Regions from separate parts of the Sus scrofa genome. Here region 1 is linked to region 2. The links are chromatin contacts, called in public Hi-C maps. All regions are on one chromosome and are shown on one strand. Each heading gives the region's core, a stretch centred on a gene start, on an enhancer-like site or on the middle of the called end of the contact. The rest is flanking DNA. Distances are from core to core; before and after follow the strand shown. Region 1 holds the start of ARHGAP21 (rho GTPase-activating protein 21). Region 2 holds the start of ACBD5 (acyl-CoA-binding domain-containing protein 5).

The links. A called contact is a pair of places that touch in the nucleus more often than the background predicts.
Region 1: a Hi-C map of liver shows a contact between it and region 2, with 8 times the contacts expected there. The contact joins the promoter of ARHGAP21 here to the promoter of ACBD5 in region 2. A contact is called at or near these places in 1 of 5 promoter capture datasets (liver) and 3 of 47 Hi-C or Micro-C datasets (liver, mesenteric adipose tissue and retroperitoneal adipose tissue).

Annotation. Positions count from the first base shown.
Region 1 is chr10:50,540,187-50,543,238 of Sscrofa11.1, reverse strand. It overlaps ARHGAP21 (rho GTPase-activating protein 21), which reads right to left and starts at 1,657. Exons shown (of 26, transcript XM_021064916.1): 1 at 1,115-1,657. The coding sequence starts at 1,192. LOC110255603 (basic salivary proline-rich protein 2-like) reads left to right here and starts at 2,258. Exons shown (of 2, transcript XM_021064283.1): 1 at 2,258-3,052. The coding sequence starts at 2,258.
Region 2 is chr10:48,921,044-48,923,837 of Sscrofa11.1, reverse strand. It overlaps ACBD5 (acyl-CoA-binding domain-containing protein 5), which reads left to right and starts at 1,461. Exons shown (of 14, transcript XM_013980249.2): 1 at 1,461-1,598.

The DNA of each region.
Region 1 (3,052 bases), core at 408-2,907, 1.6 Mb before region 2:
TTAGAACCAAACCTTGTTTGAATGACCGCGAAGTTAAAAAGGAACATTTACAAGGCACCAAAGAATATAATGTGACGGCTCACTGGAGAATGCTATTGTTATCTAATCTTCAACCTTTCCATAAAAATACAGGCAACTCAAAAGCAAAGTCTAAAGAAAAACAACATTCAGGACTCTTAGCAAGCAAATTACAGAAACCGTCAGTAACAAAGTCAACACAAAATCTTCATTATAGAAGTAAACTCCAAATATAAGGAGGAAAAAAAGATGTGAGAGGCAACAAGACACAGGAGTGCCACAGACCAATGGATTTTCTATTTCTGCCCTGCCTTACTCAAAAATTTTCAGAAAGCTTGGGGTAAAATCTACCGGGCCCTTCCAAAGACGCTGGTCTGAAGGCAATGCAATCCACCTGACAGCCGACGCTAAATGTGAGCCACCTGACAGCCCCGGCTGACACCTGCAGGACTTCGGAGCAGTGAAAGAGGGCATAAATAAAAGAACAGGAAAGCCGGAAGATTTTTAAGGGAGTTGGAATTACAGCTCCGTTAAGCAGTTTTCCAAGGGTGTGCCTAAAAACTGTCCAAGGGAAAACACTTGTTTTTCTACCCAAAGTAGAAATCCACAGCAACAGCAATCAGTCAAGCCGTGTCTCAGTATCAAAGAGGAGGTGGTCCAGGAGCCACCAGCCTTCCAGCCCCCGAGCAAACCCTGGCTACACCTACGAAATGTACAAAGCCACTCCCTAACCAGCCCAGCTCCAAAAATACTGGAGGATGGGGACTCGGAAAACCGAAGCTTGCAGCATTCCCAACCACCTAAAAAGAGAGAATTCCATGCTCTGAGATGACCAAGATGGAGGCATTTCAAAGTAAGAAAGGAAAAATATCCTTGGGGGGGAGAAGGGGGGAGCGGGGATCACTGGAAGTTCCTAGAAACAAAAACGGGCAACGTTTCACTTCTCTACTGGTCAAGCTGGGGTCCTCCCACCATCCAGCCCAAAGCCCCAAAAGCCTCTTCCTAGGCTGTGTGGCAGCTGACCCCCGCCACCGGCAGGACACCTCACAGACACAGGCCACCACAGACGGGCAGGGATCCTGCCTCAAGCGCTTACCTCACAGGTGGGGGACCCGCAGGCCTTGAGCTTGTCACCATCTCCCTCCGGCAGACCAGTCCGACGTGTGGCCATCATTTCATTTCAAATCACAAAGAAGGGGCCAACCCTTGGGAGTCCACATTGGGGGCGAAATGCCACCACACACCCAAAAGGTAAGAATTCCACACCAGGCTCCGCAGAAGGTGCAGGGCTAAGTGAGACAAATAATGGGCCGGGGGATGAAGGTTTTGATGAAGCCCCTCCGCAATGCCCTGAAGATGATTTCTTCGGACTTCAAACGATTTCCCCGTCTTCGTCCATTTCTCGAGACGGAAAAAACAAAGACGACAGGTCTCCTCCTCAGCAGCTAGTGAGGCCAGCTGCAGAAAGCGGTCCCCTTCGTCCTAGCGCTTCTCCCGACTCCAAGAGCAATCTGAGTGCGCCGCGAAGCCTCTGCCCAAGAGATCTTTCCTAGAGGAGGGAAAAGTTAAAGGGCATGAACTTTCTCCAGACGCTGACCTTAGACTCGCCCACGTCTAGCCCAAGTTCGCCTTTCCAACACTCGGAAAAATAATGCGGTCCACGCTGATGAACCTCCGTATAAAAGAATCTATCCATACAACAACAACGACAAAAAAAAAAAGAAAAAGAAAAAAATCTATAAATCATGAAAAAAATGAGTAACATCAGAGCTGCACGGTGGTTGCGTCAAACATGCCTGGCTGTTGTGAAGCCGTCAAAACATTCCCTTTTCAAGTGCATTTTAATGAGCATTATTTTCTGGGCAGAAGAGGCGTCTCTGTTCTTCCGCATCACCCAGCTGAGGAGACTTAAGGGAAGTTTGCTCCCCACGAGACTAAAATGGGATAATACTTTTTCAAAAACCCTCCTTGCTCCCCGCCGCCTCCCCAGCTGGCCCAAATAAAAACAAAAAGCCAGGATCGGACTTAGCCAGCGCCTCGGCCGGCGTCTCGAGGCGGCCTGGGGGACCCGGGGCGCCCGCCCTCCGCCCCAGCCGGCCGGTGTCCCCGAGGAGGCGGCTGTTTTCCTTGGCCCGCGGCGAGGCTGGGCGGAGACGGCGCGGGGCCGGGAGGGGAGGCGTGCGCGGCTGCGGCGGCGGGAGGGACTCCCTCTCCCGAGCATTATTCCGGAGCTATAGAAATGAAGCCGCAGCCCCAGCAACTTTCATTTAGTTGCCGCGTCCCAATCAACGCCCCGACACGATATTCCCCTTTTTCCGTGTCCACCTTGGGGGGGGGGGGGGGAAATAGGAAAAAGAAAACCACCACCCACCTACCACTATTTCCCCCGCCCCTTCCAGAGGCGGGTCGGGGATCTCGATCTCCCGGGAAGGGCGGCCCAAATTTGTACTTTCAAAAACGAGTGGGGGAACCCGAGGGAAAGGCCAAGAGCGAGGGGGCTCACCCGCCGCGCCCCGCCGGGCCCGGCTTCCGCGGGCGGCAGCGATTGGCGGCGGGGACGCGGGCCGGGCATGGGGCCCGGCCGGGACGCGCTAGGCCGCAGGCTCGGTTAATATTCATGAGCGGACGGGAGGCGCCCCTCCTCCACGGCCGGCCGGCGGGACCCCGGCGCCCGCCGCCGGCCTTTGTGCCCTTCCCTCCTCCCGCCGTCCTCCCCCGCTCCGCACACGCGGGTGCGGCCCCTACGCCCACGCCGGGCGCCCGCCGCGGCTCCCTCCGGCCCCGCGCCAGCGCCGGGCGGGGTGGCCCGGGGTGGCGGGAAGGGAGGGAGCCCGCGGCGAGCCCGGCTCTCCCTTTCCACCCGCCCGGCGGCGCTGCGCCGGGTCGGCCGAAGCAGAAAATAAAGCAGACACGCACCGGAGAAAGCGCGGCGAGTAGATCCGCACCCGGCCGGCCGGTCCCCGGACGGCACGCCCGGCGCGCACCGGACCCAGCGGGAGGACGAGCGGGCGCTGCCCGCCGCCGTCGCGCTCCG
Region 2 (2,794 bases), core at 212-2,711:
CATGGTTCCTAGTCTGATTTGTTTCAGCTGCACCATGATGGGAACTCCTAGTGGGCCAATTCTTAATTAAAATATCTCTAGAAATATGTGATCAAGGACAATCATCTATTGTGGTGATCATAATACATATATCGAATCATGGAGTTCCCATCATGGCTCAGTGGTTAACGAATCTGACTAGGAACCATGAGGTTGAGAGTTCGATCCCTGGCCTTGCTCAGCGGGTTAGGGATCCAGCATTGCCGTGAGCTATGGTGTAGGTTGCAGATGCGGCTCAGATCCCGAGTTGCTGTGGCTCTGGCATAAGCTGGCGGCTACAGATCCAATTAGACCTCCAGCCTGGAAACCTAGATATGCTGAGGGAGTGACCCTAGAAATGGCAAAAAGACAAAAAAAAAAAAATTGAATCATTATGTTGTACACCTGAAACTATTGTTATATAGATATATATTGTACATCAATACATCTCAATTTTTTAAAAAAGAATGCTTCATAATAGGCACTGTGCTGAAAGTACTAAAAGCCATTAGTGTTCCATAAGATATATTTTAGGTGGAATTACAGGATTGCATAATTGGAAGGCACCTTAGGAACTGATTCAATCCATCATATGTCAATCATTATATGTCAGTAGGAATTACCACATCTAAACCAGCACTGCTAACTTCTTTACCTGAATAACCTCAATGTCCTTTCTCCTTATACTATTATCCTTGACTGTAAATCCATACTACCAGCAAACAGAAATACAACAGACATCACTGGCAGAAAAATTCTTATTCATCACTACCTAAAGACCAACATACTCTAAATTAGCTTATTATGAACAGTTGTCAAAATGAAGTCCTAGATGTGAAATAAATATCCAAACCTTTTTATAAGTATGCATAACTGAGTGAAATTGAAACGGATATATAACAAAAGAGCAAGAAAAGATTAGAGGAAGCAGCAGCTATTCAGCACATAACCTCCCCCTCGTTTGAATAAATTAGAAAAATTGTTAGTCTCTTACACTTTGGTGTCCCGCAAAAAGTCCAAGATTTAAAGCAAGGTTTTTTTGGATTGACTGACGCCTGGTTCAGCTACTCCTGTACTTACTACTACTTGACCTTGAGAAAATCAGTTAATATGATTTTCAATTTCCTCATTCGTAAACACCCTACAGGGTTTTTGGAATACATGTTACATGCCTGGCAAATATCAGGCACGCAGTAAGGCATAGTCTTTACTACCTGAAGGCAATATAACAGCACACGACCTCAAAGTTAATAAGCCTCAGGAGCAAGAAATGAGACGGATCTCCAGGACCTCTCTGAAAGACACCACGGAGGGTCTGTCCCTTTGGCTGAGGCGGATGTGGTATTTGGCAGGAGCTCAAAGGACGACGCAACAGGAAGGCGGGATTTCCGCCGCAACGGCTCCAGCGTCTGCCGGACCAAGGAACCAAACAGGAACAAGTGGGAGGAACGACCTCAGCTGGAGGCAGGTGTCCCGAAGCGTAGCGGAGCGGGGACTACATTTCCCACAAGTCCGCGGGGGCAGGGCGAGGGGCGGGCGTCGGGGACCTTACCGGACAGGTCTTGCCCGGCAATGCTAAGGTAAATGCCGGCACTGCGACTCCAAGGGAAAAGTAACTTAGAGCCTGCGCCTAAATTTGGACTAGTCACCCTCTAACCCATCCCGAACTGACGGAAGCGACCTGGCAATTTTGGGATTTCCAGGCCGCAGGACTCCGCCCCCAGAACCCGTAGCAGTGCCCCCTCGGTGGGCCTGGGGGCGCATCCTACATGCCTGAGGACGCGGGGCGCTGTGCTAGAAAGGTGAAGGCCCAGGATACCCCTTTCTAGGGTTGACGATCCGTACTGGTCCCCCGTTCGCCCCTCCCCCACGCCCTGTCGCCCATTAGGTCTGCCAGAAGCTGTACTGTGCCCGGCTTCCTGGGGCTAGATATCGCGGGTGGTGCAGGGGAAGGTGCTCTCTCTCCCCCAGCCCAGTCTAATTAGCCGGCGATCTCCCGTCTCCTTTGGTTGTTGCGCAGACGTCCTTGCCTTGGGGGCGGCTAAAGCTGTCAAAGACTGAGAGCCAAGCACGGCTAAACACTCCATCCAGCATCCCTAATCCTTTCATATACCCTTTAGGGTGATATAAAGATTGTCACTGGAGAGGCTAAGTAGCTTACCCTGGGTGACAGAACTAAAATGGCAGAACTTAAGTTTCGTAACAAGCCTCTGCGGATCTAAAGCTCTTAAGTCCCATCAGCTTTCTCAAACCCTAACCTCAGGAGCAGGCGCTGAAGACCAAAGTCATTTTTTTTTTTTTTGCCCAGCGGTACCACGCGCGCTGCAACCCCGCGTCGGCTACTCTGGCGCGGACCCAGCAATCCATTCTGTTTTAAACATCGAGCCCTGGGCTCTCCGCGGATCCACCTGACTGCTTTTATTTCCCCCCTTCTCCGGCCCTCCTCTGGGGACCTACAGTTCGCGTCATCTCGGTGGCCGCGGGGACGGTGGGTGGAGTTTACTGCGCAGCGGCGGCTGCAGCGAGTGGGTCCGGGGAGGGTTTGGGGCGGGGCCGCAGGGAGGGCGCGGACAGACAGACCGACCTCGCCGGGATGGGGGGTGTGGCTGCTCCACCAGGGTCCTGCGGGTGGGAGAGTGGCTCCGCCACCACCAGTGGCCGGGGCTCCTCTGACTCCTGCTAGAGATGCTCTTTCTCTCGGTGAGTTGTTTTTCTGTCTTGGAGGCCTGGCTCCCAGCCTTGGTCACGCCCCGGGGAGGAAGAAGGAGCCGGGCCT